Regions from separate parts of the Mus musculus genome. Here region 1 is linked to region 2. A link is a contact called in public Hi-C data. All regions are on one chromosome and are shown on one strand. Each heading gives the region's core, a stretch centred on a gene start, on an enhancer-like site or on the middle of the called end of the contact. The rest is flanking DNA. Distances are from core to core; before and after follow the strand shown.

Region 1 (4,239 bases), core at 1,036-3,535, 160 kb after region 2:
GTCAAGAGAGTTCTGCTGCAGATACCCTCTTGGGCATACATGTGTTGCCAAGAACAAACTTCCAGAGACAGAATAGAACAGGAAAGAACAGAAGTGCTAGGCAAAATCTCCAAGAATGTGCAGTGAGTAGTGTCTATAATTGAAGGGGAGAAAAGGGCAAGAGGGGGTAGACTCAGAGCTTTCCACCAAACCTAGACCATTTGAGTGTTTATGTGCATATGTGTTTATAGGCAAAGCTACTTTTACAACTGCTGAGTCCATAACATTAGTTTTTCATGGTGAAATCAAATCTATGATCTTAATTTTTCTCAATTGAGCAAATGTTCTTACATTTTTATCGTAAAAATCTCTACCTTACACAAATAGATTCAAGTACTCAAATAGCTTACTGTGTAGACAGTATAAAGCAGAAAAAGGAAAAACACTCTCAAATAGTTAATAGCTATCTTTGTTGCATTAAGAAAGCCTATAAATTTATTTGAATACGTGGTTTAAGGTTAAGGATTCTCCTCAGGCCACCCACAAAACATTTGTTTGACTGCTATGCTCTTTCCCTATCCTTTCGTCCCTTTGGCCCCAAGGCTGACAAGCCACCCCCCGGGGCCTCCCATTTGTTCTCAGCTCCTCCACAGTATCCAGTCTGGGATGCTGGAGAGTGAGAGCCTGTTATCTAGGACTGCCCCTTGTCCACCCTCCACCCCCAACCCCCACCCTTCGGTGAGCTGGGATTTCATGGCTTCCCACAGCCAGACACCTACCCTGGGCCACGTGGAAAGCATGCGGCAGTCCTTCTGCATCCACCTGCCCAGAGCACCAGAACTCTGGTGGGACTCGGAGTTCCCCCCACTCCCTTTACTCTCCCACACTCATGGCCCCGCATGTCATGTGCATGGATATATAAGAACTGTAAAAGGCACACTTAAATTACTTCATAATGTATAATCACAGAGAAGTATGATACTTTCTTCATATGCTAAACAGTAAAATGCTGTTTTGTTTTTTATTGAGACATGGATGCTTTTATAACTCAATAACTCTCCCATAAAATTAGCGGTTACAGATGTGGTTATAGTCACCCAGATAAACGCCTTTCTACACACCTGTACCACATGAGACTACTAACTCTCCAGAAGTGAAAAGAACAGAAACCAGTCCTCACAATGCAAATGAATAGCAGTTTGTCTTAATTTGAGATTTCTGGGTTACTGGAGCATGTTTTTCCAGGAATAAAACTCTATAACATATAAAATCAAGGACTCCTGGATAATGTTTTAAAATGGACGTCAATAAAGACTGTTGGATTTTGTTTGTCTGCCAAGAAGACAGTGTGACACAGTGGAAAGAGAGTTAAACATGGGTTCTGAAGTCCTGACTGCTTGGTCTGTGTCAGGCAGGTACTTTCCATGTACTTACACACACTAGCTGGGCTCTTTTACACACAACAGGCTCATGGAAATAGTGTTCTTTCTTTGTAGAATTATTGTAAAGTCAATGCAATCAGCCACGTTGTGATTCCTAGTTGAATTCTATTGTCTCCCAGCTTGAGTCTGAGGATGCATTACACGTTTAGGGACACATCCGGACAGACCCGCTGGAAGCGTGCTGGCAAAGGTACTGGGACGTCCACAGTGTTCTCTTTGAAATAGAAAGCAGCTTGGAAAGCTGAAGTAGCCATCACTCCATGGCTCCTGGAGGGATGAGAGAAGCTGCCATCTCTCCCTGGAAGTTGTCTGCTAGGTTCCATCATCTGGAACATGTGTGCAAAGTATCACGACAGAAAGTGGAGCACTGCTTTTCTGATGGTCCTCAAACTTGTGTTTCACACGGGCAATGTTAGTACATGAAGACTTCACTCCTCCTGTTGTTGCGAAAGTTGAATGACTCCTGTGGACATCAAGGGACCCAGCAGGTTCTGGGTAGGAAGTTGACATATTAGCATGCTGTGGGCATTCTGGGGAGTAGGGATTCCAGAGTAGTCAGCAGGAACTGAAAGATACCGGATCTTATGTGACTGAAAGTGGGAAGACCACGTTGATCATTGCCATTGCGTGATGACACCTGTGTCTGTGTGCCGGTGATGCATAGAAAACACAAAAGCACTTGCCTATGTCATATGACCAGTCAATTTACGTTTACTCAAGAAAGTCATTTTTTTACTCTTGAGAACTAAAAACTTCTGTGAAATAGGATGTGAAATTCAAATGATGTTGCCACATGGGCCCTTTTTCCTTTTCTCAAACATAAAAAGGGATGTGAAAAACTTCTCTGAAACACATGCTCAACATACCATGAGGGTTTTTTAAAACAGTAGAAATACTTCCTCTCCTCACTGAGTCTCTGAGCCTGACACAGGCCTGCCATGATATATAAGTGCAATATTAACTTTTAAAATTGACGCACAGGCATGTCTCCAAGACTCTTAGAGGCAGATTTGAAAAATAATTTCCAACTGTTTCTTTCTGGTTTTGTTTTCTTCTTCTGTGACAGTGTAGTATGAGTCCCTTGAGTTCAACCATCCCTGCTCCTCCCACTTACCTAGTTATGAGACTGCACTGTTTTACTTATCTGTAACATGTTACAGGATGAAGTTAGATAACCTGTAAGTAAGTGCCACCAAGCAAAACACCTCTGGCATTATCAGGAGATTGATAGCTTTCCAGCCTCTGGGTCCCATGCCTCAACACCTTTCAAATACACCTTTCTATTCCCGGTATCCAAAGTCAGGATGGCAAGCCAATTAAGGAACCCCTTTTTGGTCTTCCCTCTGCTCTAGCAAGTTATTCTAGGGCCTGTTTTCTTGCCTATAAAAGGGGGGTTATGGTACCTCTTAAAGTTATTTTCATGGAAGTTAAATGGTTTAAGTACAAGAATGCTCAAAAGAGTAACTGCTTTGCACTGAAAGTGTAAGCACTTAATCACGATTCTCTACGTGGGAACGTCTTCTCAGTCCTGGATCTGCAGGACACAGGAACAGTACCTGGGACACGTAAGTACAAAGCAAATATTTGTAAGGAATGATTAAGTGCAGAAGCATGCTGTTTCCCTTTGCTTGACCTAAATGATCCCTTTAGAGACTGTGGGACCTGTGTGGGTGTACACAGGACAAGTGTTTAGAAACTACTCTCAATGGAAATCAAGAAACTTCCCCTGGCTTCTCGTAACCCACACTGTATTTTCCATGACCCATTATCACATGCTTTCACAGTGAATATAACCTGCCCCATCTTGTACCAGGTACAGATCTTAACTAGATTCTTGAACGCTTGTGTGCATGCCAGCACGCCTCTGTGCTGCCTCTGTCCAGGCTGCTGGGAGTGTAGTGTCACTCCTATAGCCCTGCATCAGGATGCAACAAATAGGTCTCTGGAGTGCCTCATTTTCCACAGATCTTGTGAGTAGATAACTGTATCAGAATGATTTGTCTTTTATAGACACCGTTCAATATTTTCCTTTCCCCTAACAATATTTTAAGTGGCAGAGTTAAGTTAAGTGCTACTAGAGTGTGATACATGTCCTGATGACACTCTTGGTGACCTGGAAGTCATTCTAACAGTTTTCAGTGCACAATTGTACATAATGCATTGGGTAGCTCAGGCTCAGTGTGATTATCCTACTGTGAAATCAAAAGTGGCCTCAACATATTCTCTCTGTGTTGCTCTTAACTTTCTCCCATGAAGCTCTACATGACATGAGTCATGTTGTTTTCCTCCTGTGATGTTTTACATGCAAACCCTGGGTACTTAATCCCAAGCCAATGACTCTTGAAAGTCTTCAATGCACTATGACTTGAGAAGAGAACTCTGGGAAGCGTCCTGTGCTGCTTTTACTAAAACACACCAAAGGTAACCTATTTTCCTTAGCTTCAGTGTCCTGCTTTATCTTCTTCTCTCCCTATGTTGAGCCAGCCAAATGTTGGTCATGAGAAGTATGAGGAGCTGCTGGTGTGAAAATAGACCAGCATCTGGGAAGATGTAAGACAAACTTGCTACACATGTATAGAGACTTGGAGTTCTGCATTTGACATTCTATTCCACCTCTCCCTGAAGCTAAACTTGGGAAGACAATTACTTGGGGAAACAACTCCCTAATTTTAGAACAGTTATATTTTTGAATATGGAATTAGTTGCTCTCAGTACTTTGATCATTCCATACTACATTTATGAAGAACTCTTTTGAGGCTTACTGAATAGATTTTCTAGTTCTCATCTTACCAACCAAACAGGCCCTGTGTGATTTGAG
Region 2 (4,370 bases), core at 1,118-3,617:
GAAGATGCCCAGGTGTAATCTGAAGTCCTCCTCCAGTGACCTACTTCATCCCACAAGGCCCCACTCCCTAAAGCTTTGAAAACTTCCAAAGCAGTATCATTCAATGGAAACAAGTTTTCATGCATGTGAGCCTTTAAGGAATTTTGTCCATTTAAGCCATTGCATGATACACACCCCAATGATATCAAACAGTTTAATAGATTATGTCTGTGTCTCTATGAAGTTGCATGTGCATAGGGGTTACATACAGGCACATGTACAGAGTCTAAATGAAGACATTGGGCACCCTATTTGATTACGCTCCACCTTAATCCATTTTTGACAAGGCCTCTCACTAGACCTGGAGCTATGATAGTGGACAAAAGGATCCAGCAACACTTTAGTCTCCATTCCCTAGAAATACATAAGTGGACATATTAAGCTTTTTATGAGAGGGCTAGGGATTGAACTCAGGTCCTGTGTTTGTACATGCTCTCTTCCTCCACAGCCATCTCTGCAGCCCACAGTTTTCTTTACCAATACCTATAGTCCTTGCTAGCATCTCACCCCTGACATAACCAGATTCTCATCAAGGGTTATATTTCCTCTCATCACTCAATGTGGCTTGACCAGCTCCACTGCAGTCACATTGAAATGGAGAGTATTAGTAGTTAGCCCCAGATCTCAAGCTAAGACAGTCCAGGGTACTTTGCAGTGATGTCTAGAATGAATAAAAAGCATTCAGGGATATGTATTAGTGTACCTACTTCCCTTCATTGACAGAAGAGAGAAACACTGCCATAGAGTTCTTCATTGTTGGGCTGAAGCACAATAGAGTATTGAGCATAACTTGCATTCTAAGGAATGTGACTGCATTTGAACTATTATGTGTGTAATGTGGCCCATTATAAATTGCAAGTAGTGTTCTGCAGCTACTTTAATAAACCATGGGAGGAAGTCTTACTAGAAGCATCTTTTCTAAATTTGGAGATCAACTTTTATTCTCTGCTTATTTTAGGATTTGGGGCTCTAGAGGCAAGCATGATATTTCCATGATACCGGGCCTCATTTGTTCCAGCTTCATAGCCTGCCTTTTGTTATGGTAAAAGATCTTTAAATGTCTTCATACTCACACTGAGACAGTCTGTGAAGTGGTGCTGACCCTCTGCTTCTTGTGCTATCTGTTTGACTCGGCTGAGTCAGAAGTTTTGAGTCAGAAGTGAAACACATAATTGCTGAGAGTTAAAGCAAAGAGAATTTTAAGAAGTGAAACTCAAAACAATAAAACTATTCATAACATAAAATCACTCATGCAGTTATTGTAAGTGGCACTTGTTGGGTATTTACTGAATGTCAAACAGGAAATACTCCGTAGAAATGCAACTGTCCTACCAAATCCTCGAAGTGGCCCTAAGTGACTGTCCTGTGATCCCTCCAGGCAGCAGGTAGGGTAAAGCTGCTTCTGCTGGGAACACCACATTCTTCCACGGAACTGGGCACTTCCCTTATCTCCAGGCTTCCCCAGCTTCTCGGTAATTGCTGTTTCCCACAATATAGAGCACCATCCATGTCTGTCATATATGGTACTGAATTCTCAGAGGCAATCTAACAACTCAAAGGCCAATACTAATGGTAGTTCATCGATCTCTGCTAAATATCTGAATCTGTAAGTTAAGGAACCAATACATTTGAGAAACATCAAGACTTAAAAATGTCGTGGAACAGTCTGAAAATATTCACCTAGGCTTACAACATAAATGTTCTCCCATCGTCCTGAAGGAGGCACAGCTAAGAAGTCCATGGATTGAAGGATGAAATGAAGCAGAGCAAAGCCTCTATGTGGTGAAGCCATGCTCCATATCCCAGGAGGCTGTGCAATGCTTTAGCAAAGGCTTGGTATAACAAGCAGAGATTAGCATCAGGGTATTGATGAATACACTCCCTGTGGTAGGCTGGTTTTCTTCATCTTCTCTTTCTTCCTGGATTTGTTCTCTACCTCAATACAAACAAAGGAAATCGAGCATCAGCTTGATGATTTCCTACTGGTCTGGCCCTCTACCCTTCTCCCACCCTTCCACGCTTCTGGAACAGAACCCAACTTTGGGTTCACTGTGCTTAATTTATTAGAGTGAAGTCACGTTAATGAAGGGGAAGAGAAGTAGCATAGTCACGTGACAGTGCTTACGCTGCTCAGGGGTTTACAATGCTACACCTCATACAGTCACTGTGTAAAAACCTGCACGGGCCTTTCTCTACAGACAAGTCGCAAACTGAAAAATTGCCCGGATTAAGCATGGAAGGTGGGTTCGTTGGATGCATGGGTAAACTAAGGTGGGGACAATAAGCAGAGAGAGGAAGGTCTTGTGGCTGAGGATACTGCTCAGAGGGAGGCCCCTGCTTCCTGTGTGTAAGGCTGTGTTCAGAGCAGGGAGGAGGAGAAAAGGGCCAGGGGCAAAGAGGAATGAGGAAATAATGAAACTTTTATGAAGAGCTTACATAATAATTAATGCAATACCATAGTTTGCCAAATATATCCTTAACTATAAAAAATGTTTGATGTATATGTTTGATGTTGATGTATAACACATGAAAAATAGAAAGCTGTTGATTTTTAATTGTAGATTGGGAAGAAGAACATCTTAATGTGAGGTGGAGTGTATCTATGTATGTTCATGTGTATGTGTGTGTTATATAGGTATACTTGTTGATATGTGTGCGTTGGGATGCACAGATATGGATCTGCAATGCACAGATATGGATCTGCAATGCACAGATATGGATATGCAATCATTAACTTCTTCAATCACCCTCTGCCTTTAAAAATTATTTATTTTTTAACTGTTAATTGTTGGTATGTTGTATATGGTTGGAGGAGCATAAAGAGGCCAGAAGAGGGTATTAGGTCGCCTGAAGCTGGAATTTCAAGTGCTTGTGAGCTGCCTAATGGTTGTCTATAAAAGCAATATGCATTTTTACCAGAGATAAGCATCAGAGCATTGTTGAATATACTCCCTGTGGCAGGCTGGTTTTCTTCATCTTCTCTTTTCTTCCTGGATTTGTTCTCTACCTCAATACAAACAAAGGAAATCAAGCATCAGCTTGATGATTTCTTACTGGTCTGGCCCTCTACCCTTCTCGCACCCTTTTTAACTTCTGAGATGTCTCTCCAGCTTGATCCGTGTTAATTTTTGAGACATGGCTTCTCACTGAACCTTAAGGTCACAGCTAATGGTAGCCTAGCTGACCAGAGAACTCCTGAAATCCTCTTGGGTCTACCTTCTCAGACTATAATTATTGAATTGCATATGCCTAGCTTTTTACATGGGGTTCAGAATCCAAATTCAGGTCCCCACATTACATGGCAAACACTTTACTGACTGAGCCATCCCGCAGCCCTCGATTTATGTATAAGTATAGACAACAAAGTGAAGAAAACAGTTGAAATCATACTTAGATGCTCACAAAACAGCAAGATTTAGAGACTCATTAATCAGCAACATAATCATGGAAACAATCACTAGAAATACATTTACCAAGAGAGCCAAGTAAAGTTAGCAAGGTCAGGGGCACTGCGGGAACAGGATGGGGGTGAGGTCAGATGAGCGACACACTCAGTATGGGTCTCTGTTGTTCTCAATTTCCAAGCATATGATGAAAGGGTATCAGGTAGGGCAACACCTAACCTCTCGTAAAACAAAGAAACCAAGAAGGAGACAGTTAAGAGAGACCTTTGAGAAGAAAAGGCCCCAAACACAGAATCTTGCTATGGAAAACAGCCAAAAGCTGATTAAGCAATGGGGGATGAGGTTAAGGAAGGAGGCGAGCACACACTACTCATTTCAAGACGCCGGGCATAATAAGTAGGAAAGAAATATAATTGTGGGAAATGTCAAGGGCATTAGGTTAACAAATAAAAAAAAGTACTGCCATGATAAAGAAGAATCTAATCTTCCCACATTCTGAACTACTCCCTCATGGCAGGTTAGCGCCTTGGGAAGCTCATTAACCCCGAGAGGGCACTGGGGTATTGTTCAGAGCCCTGCAGCTACCATGACTGACAAAGCACAGAAGCTATCATTCATAGCACTAGGCAAAGGACTTCCTGCCATATTCCAGAGACTCCCTTAGAGGGCAAGACACTGTTATGAGGGACAGAATTAGTATCTGCTTTTCTAGAGAACTATGTATTTGCAAGTAATTGTCAAATTCGGCCACAAACGGTCAATCTGATCATTACAAAGTTGAAGCTACTGGGTTGTTCTATGTCACCTTGACCGATTGGTTGTCTCACTCATAAAATAAATATTTTTAGATTAGATTTGATGAATTATAAATACGGATTATAGTTGATGATCTCTAAGGACACAAAGACACATGTAGCCTTTAGTCCA

What was found. A called contact is a pair of places that touch in the nucleus more often than the background predicts.
Region 1: a Hi-C map of B cells shows a contact between it and region 2, with 2.7 times the contacts expected there. The contact joins two enhancer-like sites. A contact is called at or near these places in 1 of 39 promoter capture datasets (the 3T3-L1 cell line), 1 of 15 datasets of contacts at CTCF or cohesin (the NIH/3T3 cell line), 2 of 484 Hi-C or Micro-C datasets (B cells and pre-B cells) and 5 of 115 datasets of contacts at active chromatin or transcription factors (CD8 T cells, T-cell acute lymphoblastic leukemia, bone marrow-derived macrophages and 2 more).

Annotation. Positions count from the first base shown.
Region 1 is chr12:35,709,711-35,713,949 of GRCm38.p6, forward strand. No RefSeq gene overlaps it. Among named protein-coding and RNA genes, the nearest start is that of 9130015A21Rik, 17 kb to the left of the region's middle. Within about 2 kb of position 2,286, at least 78 of the 459 cell types and tissues checked have an H3K27ac peak or open chromatin away from gene starts, as enhancers often do. A contact at or near this core is called in B cells, CD8 T cells and bone marrow-derived macrophages, where this site is marked.
Region 2 is chr12:35,552,129-35,556,498 of GRCm38.p6, forward strand. No RefSeq gene overlaps it. Among named protein-coding and RNA genes, the nearest start is that of Ahr, 19 kb to the left of the region's middle. Within about 2 kb of position 2,368, at least 43 of the 459 cell types and tissues checked have an H3K27ac peak or open chromatin away from gene starts, as enhancers often do. A contact at or near this core is called in B cells, CD8 T cells and bone marrow-derived macrophages, where this site is marked.